Regions from separate parts of the Zea mays genome. Here region 2 is linked to region 1. A link is a contact called in public Hi-C data. All regions are on one chromosome and are shown on one strand. Each heading gives the region's core, a stretch centred on a gene start, on an enhancer-like site or on the middle of the called end of the contact. The rest is flanking DNA. Distances are from core to core; before and after follow the strand shown. Region 1 has its middle 41 kb from the start of LOC103639215. Region 2 has its middle 56 kb from the start of LOC100193705.

Region 1 (7,582 bases), core at 3,661-6,160:
TCTTAGGTACCCAACTCATGTTGGGTCCTACAAGGTTAGTTACAATAGTCTTAGGGACCCAAATGCAAGTCTTGTTTCCCTTACATTCGGCCTCTAATTTCCTAGCAGTTACCCTCTTATCCTTTCTACAAATAGCAAAGGAAGCATTGCAAGCATAATAAATTGTAGAAGGTTCATTCATTATTTTCCTAGGAACATGAACAATATTTCTTCTAGGCATATGATGAACAACATTTTTCCTAGCCAAATTTCTATCATGCATAATAGAAGAACTAGAAGCAATTATGGCATGAGTATCATAACTTCTATAAACATTCCTAGAATGTCTCCTATCATGATACATGAAAGCATGGTTCTTTTGAGCACTACTAGCCATAGGGGCCTTCCCTTTTTCCTTGGCGGAGATGGAAGCCTTATGGCTTGTTAAGTTCTTGACTTCCCTCTTGAAGCCAAGACCATCCTTAATTGAGGGGTGTCTACCAATCGTGTAGGCATCCCTTGCAAATTTTAGTTTGTCAAATTCACTCTTGCTAGTCTTAAGTTGGGCATTAAGACTAGCCACTTCATCATTCAATTTAGAAATTGAAACTAGGTGTTCACTACAAGCATCAATATTAAAATCTTTACACCTATTGCAACCTACAACATGTTCTACACAAGATGTTGATTTATTAGCTATTTCTAACTTAGCACTCAAATCATCATTTATGCTCTTTAAGCTAGAAATAGAGTCATGACATGTAGACAATTCACAAGAAAGCATTTCATTTATTTTAATTTCTAAAGCAAGGGATTTTTGTGCCTCTACAAACTTGTCATGTTCTTCATACAAAAGATCCTCTTGCTTTTCTAATAACCTATTTTTATCATTCAAGGCATCAATTAATTCATTAATCTTATCAACCTTAGTTCTATCTAGGCCCTTGAATAAACATGAATAGTCTATTTCATCATCGCTAGATTTCTTCATCACTTGAGGAAGTGTAGGTACTAGTATCACGAGTGCTTACCTTCTTTTCCCTTGCCATGAGACAGGTGTGATGCTCGTTGGGGAAGAGGGCGGACTTGTTGAAGGCGGTGGCGGCGAGTCCTTCGTTGTCGGAGTCGGACGACGGACAATCCGAGTCCCACTCCTTTCCAAGGTGTGTCTCGCCCTTAGCCTTCTTGTAAGCTTTCTTCTTTTCCCTCTTGTTCCCTTGTTCCTGGTCACTATCATTATCGGGACAATTAGCGATAAAATGACCAATCTTACCACATTTGAAGCATGAGCGCTTCCCCTTCGTCTTGGTCTTGTTGGGATGCTCCTTGTGAACCCTTAGCGCTGTCTTAAAACACTTGATGATGAGGGCCATCTCTTCCTCATTGAGTCCCGCCGCCTCAACTTGTGCCACCTTGCTAGGTAGCACTTTCTTGCTCCTCGTTGCTTTGAGAGCAACGGTTTGAGGCTCTTGGATTGGGCCATTCAACGCATCATCAACGTATCTAGCCTCCTTGATCATCATCCGCTCGCTTACGAACTTTCCAAGTATCTCCTCGGGCGTCATCTTGGTGTACCTAGGATTCTCACGAATATTGTTCACAAGATGTGGATCAAGGATAGTAAAAGACCTTAGCATTAGGCGGACGACGTCGTGGTCTGTCCATCGCGTGCTTCCATAGCTCCTTATTTTGTTGACGAGGGTCTTTAGCCGGTTGTAAGTTTGGGTTGGCTCCTCGCCCCTGATCATTGCGAATCTCCCAAGTTTGCCCTCCACCAATTCCATTTTGGTGAGCATGGTGACGTCGTTCCCCTCATGTGAGATCTTGGGGGTGTCCCAAATCTGCTTGGCGTTATCCAAGCCGCTCACCTTATGGTATTCATCCCTGCACAATGAAGCTAGAAGAACAGTAGTGGCTTGTGCATTTTTGTGAATTTGTTCATTAATGAACATGGGACTATCCGTACTATCAAAGTGCATTCCATTTTCTACTATTTCCCATATACTTGGATGGAGAGAGAACAAGTGACTACGTATTTTGTGACTCCAAAATCCGTAGTCCTCCCCATCAAAGTGTGGAGGTTTGCCAAGAGGAATGGAAAGCAAATGTGCATTTGAACTATGCGGAATACGAGAATAATCAAAAGAGAAGTTTGAATTAACCGTCTTCTTTTTCTCATAGTCGTTGTCGTCGTCCTTTTGGGAAGAAGAGGACTCGTCTCTGTCATCGTAGTAGATGATCTCCTTGATGCGCCTTGTTTTCTTCTTCCTCCCATCTTTTCTTTTGTGGCTGGAGCCTGAGTCGGTAGGCTTGTCATCCTTTGGATCATTGACGAAGGACTCCTTCTCCTTATCATTGACCACCATCCCCTTGCCCTTAGGATCCATCTCTTCGGGTGATTAGTTCCTTTCTTGAAGAGAACGGCTCTGATACCAATTGAGAGCACCTAGAGGGGGGTGAATAGGTGATCCTATAAAACTTAAAACTTAACACCACAAACTTGATTAAGAGTTAGAACAATGAAATCAAGTGAGTAGAGAGGAGACCTCTTGTGAAGCACAATAGACACAATAAGGACAAGCACAAGAGACACGAGGATTTATCCCGTGGTTCGGCTAAGTACAAAACTTGCCTACTCCACGTTATGGCGTCCCAACGGACGAGAGTTGCACTCAACTCCTCTCAAGTGATCCAATGATCAACTTGAATACCACAGTGATTTTCTTTACTTTACTCTTTCCCGTTTGCGAGGAATCTCCACAACTTGGAGTCTCTCGCCCTTACAATAAGAATCAAAATGAAGCACTAGAGTAAGGGAGGGAAGCGACACACTCAAAACCACAGCAAATACACACACACAAGACCAAGACTTGAGCTCAAAACAATATCTCAAGGTTCTCACTAGAACAGAGCTCAAATCACTAAGAATGTCGAACAAGTGCGCAAGAATGAAGTGTGAGTGATCAACAATGCTCAAAGGATGCTTGGTGTTCTCCTCCATGCGCCTAGGGGTCCCTTTTATAGCCCCAAGGCAGCTAGGAGCCGTTGAGAGCATTCCAGGAAGGCAATTCTTGCCTTCTGTCGCCTGGCGCACCGGGCAGTCCGGTGCAGATTTCTTTCCTTCTTTGGCGAAGCCGACCGTTGGCGCACCGGACACTGTCCGGTGCACACCGGACAGTCCGGTGCCCCTTCTGACCATTGGCTCTGCCACGCGTCGCGCGCGGATTACGCGGCCGACCGTTGGCTCACCGGACAGTCCGGTGCACCACCGGACAGTCCGGTGATTTATAGTCGTACGCCGCCGATGAAACCCGAGAGCAGCCAGTTGACAGACGCCAGCCTGACGCACCGGTCACTGTCCGGTGCACCTAGACTGAGCAGACTCTTGGCTGCTTCGAGCCAAGCTTTTCCAATTGTATTTTCTCTGATTCTAGCACTTAGACAAACATGTTAGTACACAAAAACCAATGTACTAAGTCTAGAATCATACCTTTGTATTTATTTGCACCTTATCCACCATTTGGCATAGTTTATCATTTAAGCACTTGTGTTGGACACTAAATCACCAAAATACTTAGAAATGGCCCAAGGGCACTTTTCCCTTTCAGTTAACGCGGGTTGGAACGGGTTCAATCCACAACAACTCGTGTTTGGTTCAAAAGACCCGCGGGTTAGGTTGGTTCTGGGTCGAAATACTTATTGAAAATATGGGTTCTAGTGATTCCTCAAAAACAAGTGAACCATTTCGACCCACTTCCTCTCCACCCTCTCGTCACCCATGCCTTATCCACTCGAGACCAGCACAGGAGCGCGCCGCCACTGCTTGCCTGCTGGGACTAGGGACCCTTGCCGACCTACCCTCCGACGTTAATCTCCCGCCTGCCTCCGGTTGTTAGTCCCAGCTGGCCTACCCTCTGATGTCGACGTGTTCTCTAGTGGGCACAACCCACGAGCTTTGCTAGTGCTGTCGTCGAACAGGTAAAGGTCAGTGTTCGTCACCGCCTAGACAAGCCTGCTAGTGATGGCAAATGTTACAAATTCACTGAAATGCATCTTGATGTTGTTAGGATGTTCCTTTAATTATGACTAAAATGTAACAGTGAGACCTCGTCACTAAAAATTTATGACTTAGTCAATAATGGCTTTAATTTATTTATATCTTATGCTTATGGATTCCTCAAATATTAAAATAGTGTCAGTTTAATTTATTTTAAATGATGTCATCTTATTGAATTGAAGATATCATCCAGAATGTGGTAATATGATGGAGGTCCGTAGGTGACAGAATTGTACGATGGAGTGGTGCAGATTCCCACACCTCCTAAATTCTCACCCTACTTAGGGCTTGTTTGGATAATATGATATTGAAGTGGATTGAGGTGGTATGTGGTGTATTGGAGTGTAATATGAACTAATTTTTTTTCAATCCCCTTCAATACACCTCAATCCACTTCAATCCCACTATAACCAAACAAAGCCTTATCAGTTCACTTCCGTAAATGTCCAGTTTGATAAATAAATTGCAGTATGCAGTAAGAAAATGCTATAGATACATGCCTATATAAAGCATTTGAATGATGCCATTCAGGCATTCATGTTTTTCATGCAAATATCTTGCATGAATTATGCATCTGTACTTAGATTTAATATAGTAACATATGGATATGTTTGAACCTCGCTATGTGAAACATTATGTACAATACTGGACACAACTCTATATGTCGGTTGAGAGGCTGAGGCTCTAATATAGCAAACACGGATTAATGGATTTCACGCTATCAGCAAATTATGAATAGGACCGGGTCGAATTCAGCCTGAGTTGGCCCATCCTGCCCAAAAGGCAGCCTCCGCGACCGAAGCCCGCGCTCGCGCGCGACTTTGCGCAAAGGCCCCTGGCCATTCAAATAACTAGTGAAGAGTCCACAATATTGTTCACTGTGTTGCTGACCTTTTCGCTTAAGCCCTCTTATTTCTATTCCTTCATGGGGTCACGTCCCCGACCATGCACCGATCGAACACTTGGTCGGAGCCGCCCCGACTCATCTCCGGTGACCTGTTCTGGTGGTAGTGAGCACCCGAGTCTTATTTTTGAACCTACCCGACCTCTACTCCATGGTTAATCGAGCATCTATGGTCCGCAGTCTCGGCTGCTCAAGTTCATGGCGGACACCGAGGGTAACCAAGCTTGGTTCCGGGGTTCGGGTATGGTAGAGTTCAAATTGAGGACACGGTAAGCATCACGAGTATGTCTAGGTTTGGGAACGGTGGCAGAGACCATAGGAGGAAAGCCCAAATTGGCTATTCCTGTTGCGATGGCCCATGGCAGCGTTCCGCAATGACAAGACAATGGTCCGGCTAGTTTACTACGATAGAGTTCAAATGGTCAAGTCGACGAGAAACATGAGACCCTAAGGACACTAGAACACAAACCAGAGAGGTATAAACCAACCTGGAATTCTCTGGCCACGGCGAGGTCTCTCGCGGCGGCGTTCCAGCCAATTCCGGGGAAATCCAGAGTTCTCAGGCTATGGTCGATGAAATGAAGTGAGTGGTGGTGCACTGGGTCCGTAACAAGAGGGCAAAGATAAGAGAGTCGTCAATTTATAGGGATCGACCACCAGTGCCACGAATTTGGGCAAGGTTGAGCTCATGGCATTGAGTGGATGAGTCACCCGAGCTCATTCACCATGGTGCTTTGGTAACCCGATGACCTAGTGGTACTCTTCGACAGCCGCCATGACTACTGCGAGGTAATAAATGAATTACCGTGTGGCACAACCGGGAGGACGATGGATCAACGACGACGATCCCATGGCCATGACGCTGGGCAAGCGGTGCTACGGGCAAGCTTGCGACAGGGCCCAAGTTCACCCCACGACGATCTTTTCACCCTCCCCGCCGATATTTTCACTCACCTGCGCCGCTGCGCGCACACTTCTCAACCGACACGCAGACCACGACGCAAGATCGTCGGCGGCGAAGTGCAGTGAACCTGATCTTCTTCAGTTAACTGTTACACTGAACAACCATATGAGACAGACTGACATGGAGTTTTGGGGAGCATTTTACTCCCCTTTCCATGTAGTAGCATACCAACACGACTGCAGCAAAGTTGTTCTCCCATATAACATCTTCAACTTTGTCACAGGAATCTTGGGCTTAACTTTACTGGATCATCCTAAATTTAGCTCCAAAGTCAACCTAATGCCACTGTCAGTCTAAGTTCAGAATACTGCTTGACTAACAGCCCGAGTTCCAGGGAATTTTACTCCCAGTTCCATACAGTTCATAGGCTAAGTCACTTAAAAAAATTTGTACTACTATAGTAGCTCTACAACTTTGCCGTGATTACTTATAGCAAAACCCTTATGGATTAAGGGATGCAAGAGCCCAAAGTTGGCTCAATAACACTGTTTTTCAGGGTTCAAGAATGGAGTGCTTTTGAAATTTTACAAATTACTCCAAGTTTCACCACAAAACTTGGAAACCTCCAAATATAAAAGTTGCTTAGTTTTTGTTACTCTATTACTTTGATATATACACTTTTGGCAAAAAGTGATTAAGAATTTTAAATCACCCTATAGGGCACTAATTAGGGTTTTGGGCTCCAATTTAGGGTTTTAAATGTCTTAGGGTACATTTCTAGTGTTTAATCTTTCATAATCATCATTTCTTGATCATGTCTACCAAACTTGGTAAGACCACTCCCTCATGCTTAAATCATAAGGTTGCATGATCCTAGGCCTTGGAAAGATTTTATTACCTAGAGTTAAGGATTCCCTTACTAGATCATACCATCACACAAGCATCAAATCACATGTTTTTGTTTTGAAATTTTAGCCTAGTGAATGCATCTAGGTGTATTACAACCAATGTAATGTCAGTGCGTATGATGTCATGCCAAAATTTAAGTTCTCGTAACACCAGAGGTGTTACAGTTGGTCCGAAGGGACTTAAAGGGGAAAATGGTAGCGGTCGAGTCATTACCTCAAGAATCCGAGTGCAACCCAGTATCGAGGTACTAGTGGTGCTTCTTTTATCCTGCTCTAGGATAGTTGTAGTTTTCATTTATGCCGAAGCCTTTTTTGCGACTGCATCCTTCTGAACAAATGTTTTAGCTTTCTTCTTCACATGGCTAGAAGATTTCTCTTCAGCCTCATTCTTTGCAGCCCTCTTCCTTTTCTATCTAGACCCGACATGGCCGAAAGATCTTCATAATCTAGGTATTCAAACCCTAGGGCATCCATAACCCTATTAAATCGAAGCTTCCCTCGGCCTCCAAAGGTAGATTACATATCTTCGTGCTCTCTAGTATGGTAATTATCGCACATTTCACTGCATTTCTCTTCAATAAAATTCAGCCACCTAGCCAAAGGAGCCTTATATGAAGACTGTTCTTTGAAGTCAAAAGCTAATATAACAAGTTCATCTTTACACTTCATCTCCTTGGGCACTTTCCATCCAATCTGAGTTGGATATAAATTATAATCAAGCACCTCTTGAACTAGATCTTGAGATCCAATCTTCTTAATGATTGTACTGAAGGCTTTGAAACATTCATCAGCAGCTTTGCTCATCTCACACTTTGGCCTCTTTAAAGCAA
Region 2 (7,582 bases), core at 2,970-5,469, 210 kb after region 1:
TAATAAACAATATCTAAACAAAATTAATGCCACTGGAACAAATCAATTTGGAGTTCATATGCATCTTCTATGAATTATACAAATTCTAGGGTTTATTTTCATATTAAAAATCCAATTTCCAATTCATTTTATCAATTTAACTCTGTATTGGACTGGGCCTCAATTTCCAGAGAGATCAGGGGTTTCAGGGTAAAATTCCTAAGACCCAGTAAACAGTCTCCGAGGATGGCGGGTTTATATTGAAATTCGCTAGGGTTTCTTTAGCAAATGCACGCGGCGAAGAGGTATCGGGGTACTAGAGCCGTCGAATGATTCATCAACGGTGCAGATTAGATGGATCCACCAAGACACTCTGGCCCTCGGATCCCCGATCTACGGCCACGAGCCCATTACTGCGCGACCCAATCCTACACGTACGTATACGATCGGACGACTACGGAACTCATCTAATCTCCACCGTCCAACAGTCGATCTACGACGTATGGGCTCCTCCCCTTTCCGTTGAAAGCGTGCGACTGAGCAGAGCTCGCGCGGCGCCGTTCTCGCCGGAGAGAGGTGGCGTTGCGGCACAGTGCGCCAAATCCTATGGCAACCGGTGCTACGTGATACAGAGGTGACGACAAGGCGGGTGAGAAGTCCATACCGTGAATGAAGTAGCAGCAAGGACAGTCCATGACATGAGGCGGCGACGCCAACCCAATCAAGCACCGGCGACAAATCCACCATGATTCGGTCGTCCATCCATCACCGGAGGCCAGACACGCGATCCGCCACTGGTACCCATCGGCGAACCTCCACGCGTCACCGAGGTCGGGGCGATGGCCTAATTTTCCCCCGATTCCTGATTTGGCCAACAGCGGTGCCATTCTTTTTTTTTTCTCGGTCCTAGGCAAGGCGCACATGGCGGCTGTGTTCTTGGTGCTATGGTGGCACGCAGAATAGGTGGATGAGGATGGGGATAGGACTCGCCATCGGTTTGGTCTTATATGCCAAAGCTGAGGATCCCCCGCCCGGCCGGATTTAGCGGGCGGCGGTGGTTGCGGTCCTACGGTCGTGAATCCCGCACGGCAGCAACCGATGGGCGAGCTTGGTACGAGGCTGACGATGCGGTCCCATCCTGCAGGCAGAACCGAAGTCGTGGAGACGAGCGAGGATCTCGGACGCATGTGGGTGGAGGTCTGACCATCCGCAGAATCCGCGCGAGCACGGAGATGTTGCTGTGACCACGGGCCGCGGGTTTATGGGCGAGCAGGGATGCAGTGCCGCGGATCCCGGCCAGAGAAGCACGACGAATTTGGCGGGTTTGTTTTGATCCGCACAGGAGTTTTTGGGGGAGAAGATCTCGGCGTTTTCTGTTGGGTCGTGGCGGAGGTGATGAAGCTGACTACGAGGGCCCACCAGCAGGTGTCACAAGGAGGGAGCAGGTGTGGCGCGCAGAGTCTGGCGGCTAGGGTTGGGCAGGCGCGCTGGTGAGCCGAGTGGCCCGCGCAGGAGAGTCCGCTGTTGGGCCGACCAGTTAGTTTCAGCCCATGCGCAGGTTTTTCCTTTTTCTTTTATATTTTCTTTTCTTATTTACTATTCCCTTTTTGGTTTACACATTTCAAATTCAAATGCAAGATAAAGTTTCAGAATTCAAATTTAATGCACACTCAAAATTGATCATGATGCAATAATATTTTATTCATTATTTTGTTATTTCAATAATACTAATGCTTACTTCATGAAAGAGAGAAGAAGAAAATCGTTCACCCATATCCATATTTGAAATTCTTTATGTTTATTAATTAATTTTCACTTTCTAGTTTTGAGTCCAACTTCTAACTTTAACAACTCCAAATATACTATTGTCATTTACTTATTTATTTTATTATTTTTTTCTACCAATTTTGGGCTTTACAGTTAGCGGCAACCCCCAGTCGCCTGCCTGTGAAGGCCGCGTGTATCTACGTTTCTTTTACGCACTTTGATTATTGTAAAGACTATGTGGATGTCTCAGACATATGATGTAATCGACTATTGTTACCCCTTTTATGTTATTATTTGAGCACTGTGTGATGATGTCCAGTTATGTAACTGCTGTGTACGTGAATTGCTGATCCTGGCACGTACATGGTTCGCATTCGGTTTACCTTCTAAAACCAGGTGTGATAGAAATGGACCACTAATTAAATTATTAATAATTGAGGGGACACGTTGCATGTTCTTTAGTTGCACAACCTTTCCCAAAGTAAGATCCTGATTGACCTTACCAATGCCACAAACAGTCGCATGCGCACCGTTCCTCATCAACAAGAATGAACTTCTCCTAACCTGATGATAAGAAGAAAACCAAAAGTTTTAGTACGCATAGGAATATTGGCTCCTATATCAATCCATCAATCAGGTGAATGATAATGGAAAGAACATTAGGTAGTAAGTTGCTATACACCAAAGTTCGTTCATAAGCCTCAATCACATTTGCATTTTTTTTATTTGCCTTGCACTTGGCATTTAGGCAATCCCTTGCATAATGTCTGGTCTTGCCACAAGTGAAACATTTGCCTTTTTCCTTGTTATTCTTGTTTCAAAAAGGAATGGTATTCTTTTTGTTCGAGCTTTTACTTAAACTTCTTTTTGTGGGAGTTTTGGGGATTTTTGCGCACCACATGGGCACCAGAAGTTTCTTTAACAACTTTCTTGCCATAGACATCTTTTGCTCTTGCCTTTTGTTCAACATCTAAAGAGCTAATGAGATTGACGATACCAAACTCTTGTTTATTATGTTGTAGGGAGGTATCAAAATCCAAGTTTGTGGAAACCTTGCAATTATGCAACGCAGCACAAACTTCTCAGGCAATGCATAACCAAAACCCTTGAGTTATTTCAGCAGTACATGTGTTGCATGAGCTTTTTCTACTATTGAACGACCATCAGTTATTATGTAATCATGGAACTGCTCCATGATAAATAGTTCGCTAGTAGCGTCAGACACTCCATATTTGGTCTCCAATGCATTCCTCGTTTCTTTTTCAGTGGGCATCATCACATATGCATCTAATATGAAGTCCCCTCGTATGCCAATTGTTGCCCCCTTGAACGTAGTATCAACGTTCTGGAACAGATGCTCCTCTTCGACATCGTGTGGTTGTGGTGATCTAGGTTCGACAACAAATAACACTCAATGACTGTCAACCATAATATGCATCTTTGACGCCACCTTTTATAGTGTGTACCTTCAAAAACATTTGGTTTTAATATACTCGCTAAGCCAACAGGCGAAAAAGTCCCATCATGTTTTTGGATCATTTCAATGTTTGGTTTTTAGTTGTATTTTAATCTGAAAAGTTGAAAGAACAAAGTTGGTAACAATAGGAAAGTGCATGTGTAGATCTAGCATAATGGACATGAACTAAATATTGAAGAACATTATGTAAAGCCAGAGCAAAAAAGACATGCCCAATGACAGTCATTGTGCCGATTGATGTTGAATTTCAATTGATGCAGTGATGTATCCGGTCAGTCGTTGTTGGTACCTCACCCGAGCCGGTGAGAGTTTAGAAAACAATCACTTTGGAGGTCTGGTCTTGCCACATCTGACACATTTGCGCATGTAGAGCCATGACAATGAGGTAGAAGAATACTGATGGAGAAGAGAGAGGGCACGACATGCCTATGGTCGACGAGGCAAGCGTCTTTTTTCTAACTTCACAGAAGATGTATACTAAATTGACATTTTAAGTTGATCAAAGTTTTCTTCTACTAGCAATACGAGATTAATCTCTCTTAATACCTTTAATAAGTGATTGAATTGAATAGGCCAGCCTATTTAAATCCAACAATAGCGCATTTAAATAACACACTAGCTCAAGCGTGTTTGTTTACGTGGAAACATGTCGTGCAAGACTCGCACGCTTCGTAAAGCAGCGCCTCAGAGGCTGCATCTAGAGAAACAAACTTAGCTTTCACTTCTTATCTGACCTTGTTGGCTAGTTACACCGAAGAGCACGAAACAAAAACTGGTTGTCCTATCGTAACCTTGGCCCTGTGTGTCATGGACATGTACAGACAATGCAATCGCTCTAGGCTAGCCAGGTAAAAGACACACCATCAGTGACCGGCGCAAATAGTTTTTGTCCACCGCAAGAGCACCAAACAAAACTGGCTGTCGTATCTAACCTTGTCTCTGCGTGTCATGGACATGTACAGACAGTGCAATCACTGTAGGCTAGTTAGTAAGAAACACGCGTCCGGTGCAGATGATTTTTGTCCACCCCAAGAGCACCAAATAAAACTGCTTGTCCTATGTAGCATTGTCTCTTTGTGTCATGGACACATACAGACGACGCAATCACTTTAGCCTAGCTAGCTAGGTAACAAACACGTCATCCATAGTGATCGGTGCAAACAATTTTCTCCAAGACTGGAACTCGTGGCCCTAAATTTGGTTCCCAACGTGGACGCACGCATCTTCCCAGACCCCGGTGGACATTCTCCTATCCTATATCTTAATGATAGGGACCTTTCGTAACTGTAGGCGTGTTTGGTTGGACGAAAATGTTTTGAAAAATATTAAAAGGTGTAAATATGATATAACCATGATTTAACAAAAACTAATAGATGCTGATTGATGAAAAGAACCCATTCACAAAAGGAAAAGAAGACATTTCCGATGGCATAATTATTTCTGACGGTTTGAAGATCAGGCGTCGAAGTTTAATTAATGTCCGACAGCCTAATCAGATCCTCAGATGTTGTTTAATGTCTGATGCAGTCGTCAGACATTGGATTTATCTTTGCCAGCTGCCAGAAAAGCCGTCAGATATAGACAATTTTTAGGTAACGCCGTACCGGCCGCCGTTTCAATTCTGGCTCTCCTTCTCTTCTCCCTCTCTCTCTCACGAGCACGCGCAATTCAGCCTCCGTCACCGCCTCAGCTTCTGTGCCCACTCGCCGCTTCCGCTCCCACGCACCCACCACTGCCTGCGGCGCCACCGCTCGGCCGCCCTCGCCTGACGCAGCACCACCTTGCCAGTGGCCGCGCGTGCACGCTGCGCCTGCCCTCATCCGCGCCCGCACGACGACATCGACGGACCTCGCGTGCCCTCCTTGGCTATCGCCACGCCCACGCTCCATAGGTTTGCTCGCGTGTCGCTGCCTCGCAACGCCCTAGGCCGCACATGACGCCCACGCCGTCACGCCACTCGTGCTCACCTAGTCACCTTCGCCCTCGTAGGTCTCCTGCGTCCCAAGTAAGAGTATGTACATAAATGTGTGTTACAAAATAAAGAATATATTGGTTAATGTCCAAATATTTATTACATGCCTTCCAGACACCTCCTTGTTCGGTTGTAGCACCTGGAGATGCATCTGGCCAAGACGACGCTGTGACTTCATAGGTGAACAACCTTTTCAACACCCAAGGTCTAGCCGGAGGAAGTGGCCACAACTCTAACCAACAAGGTGACGAATGGTAGGCATAGTTAGTTAGGATTCGATTCCTATGCAATTTTGGAACTTAGTAGTTTTATTATGACATTTTAATGAATTTGGAACTATATGAATGTGGATCAACTAAGTTCTATGTGTGTACCTTTGTGATATGTGAATGAGGATGTGTGATATGTGTGTGTGGTTGTGAATGTGTATTGTCGATAAAATGTGTGTTATGCATGTTAAAAAATATCCGTATTTGTTTGTGGTTGTGGATGTATGTATTTGTGGATGTATGTATTTGTGAATATGTATTGGTTGTGAAATCTAGATATTTTAGGATGTGATAATGTATATTGTGCGAATGAACAAAAACCGGGAGAATATTGACCTATGTGAAATTCATTATATCCGACGGCTACAGACAAGCCGTCGGACATAAGACAAATTAATATATGATGGTCTACATGCAAGCCATCGAAGATAAGCTTATTATATCTGACTTGCATGTAGACCATCGGACATAACATGTGTGGGACCCATTGTACGCCGTCACAGCCGTTAACCAAGCATACTGTCGATGATGTCTGTGAGTTAGTCGGACATTGGCTATATTCAACGGCTGACATAAGATCATTTCCGACCTTTTAGGATCAACGGACACATCGTGTCGGACATAAGCTGTTGAAAATAATTTATGTTTGACGGTATAGAGCTTATGTCTGACTACTTAGGCCATCAAAAATTTTATGTTTTAGTGGCAAAACAATGTTTCTAGATTTTAGTCTACAATCGATAGGCTAAACTTTAATGTGGTGATCCAAAGAATATCTATGGCTGCTCTAGTGGAACTCATAGCTTGAGGCTTGGCTGGATTTTGCCATGTTTTTCAAGAAGGCATCGTCGAAAATCATCGCTTTCAGAATCGAAATTATTAGGAATATGTGGCGTGTAGCAATTCCTTTCATATTTTCTCTGTGCAGACTAAAGAGAGCTAGCCTCACCCTCACACGTGGAGTATCCACGGTACACTGGATGGCACCCCCTACAAAAAAAACCGGTGCATGTTACCGTAGAAAATTAAGGATATATATAACTGCCAAAATCGAATTAAAATCTATTTGGATGTATATATCAAGTGGCACGTAGTAATTACCCCCCTCTCTATCGCTAAATAAAGAGGAATTTACTGCTAATAATCAAGAGTTTCACTAGTATATATATCACCACAAGTAGCGAAATAAAATAACATATTCCAAATAACCCATAACAGCCATGTATAAATAAATAATACTACTAGCGTTGGCCATAGAAATGGTATGGAAGGACAGACGAGGAGGCAATCTGTGATGCGCTACCGTCGGAGATAGGCACATGGACATTATGTGAGATCTGATAATCAGTGCCGCTGCAAAGATCTATATGCCTTAAGGGAATAAATAACCTATAAAAATTCTTCTATAATTCACAGTCACTAGTGTCGGGGACTTATTATCAAATACTATGAGTTAAGAACAAAGCAACACAAAATATTAATAATTAAAGACATTCGTCTTTCGAAGCATTATCTCTCTTAGGATATAATAATCTTCAGACGAAGGGTATGAAGTACATACCTTCATCATCTCAGTATATCATAATGAAAGTAGAAGCATATGAAACATGAAAAATAGCATAAATAATCATATGACATCATTAGGATGTTTTTATAATATCATCGTGAATAAACATGAACAATATCGAATTACATTTATACCTTTGGCTTGACAGAAGGTGAAAATCCAGGTGTGACGTGCGAGTGAATACAAGTCAGCGTGAACAGTACGGTGCTACTGCTCATCTATTTATAGGCACAGGACGCAGCCTGTGTAAAATTACATCCATGCCCTTGACATTTACTATTGACTTAGGGATAATCTATCGAGGACTAGACAGCTTTTTCCCCTTTAAGTCGGTTTCATTTTCCACCGCTAAGCCGAAGCTTCTCCACAGGTTGCTTCGAAACTGGTTCATCCTTCTCTCGAACCGCGCTTTTCATATCGTGTACAGCTTCATTCCAAGGCCGAAGGTTCCTGTATATATATTATACTTGGAAAACATGTTAGCCGTGTTTTTGAGGACCTTCGGAAGATGAAGGCCCCCAACAACTTGCTAGAGCAAAGTGGTTAGCATA

Evidence for each region. Hi-C and Micro-C count contacts between places; a contact is called where the count stands out from the background.
Region 2: a contact with region 1 is called in a Hi-C map of leaf, with 5 times the contacts expected there. The contact joins two enhancer-like sites. A contact is called at or near these places in 2 of 25 Hi-C or Micro-C datasets (bundle sheath and leaf).

Annotation. Positions count from the first base shown.
Region 1 is chr1:144,972,996-144,980,577 of Zm-B73-REFERENCE-NAM-5.0, forward strand. No RefSeq gene overlaps it. Among protein-coding and RNA genes, the nearest start is that of LOC103639215, 41 kb to the left of the region's middle. Within about 2 kb of position 4,911, at least 14 of the 20 cell types and tissues checked have an H3K27ac peak or open chromatin away from gene starts, as enhancers often do. A contact at or near this core is called in bundle sheath and leaf, where this site is marked.
Region 2 is chr1:145,184,857-145,192,438 of Zm-B73-REFERENCE-NAM-5.0, forward strand. No RefSeq gene overlaps it. Among protein-coding and RNA genes, the nearest start is that of LOC100193705, 56 kb to the right of the region's middle. Within about 2 kb of position 4,220, at least 18 of the 20 cell types and tissues checked have an H3K27ac peak or open chromatin away from gene starts, as enhancers often do. A contact at or near this core is called in bundle sheath and leaf, where this site is marked.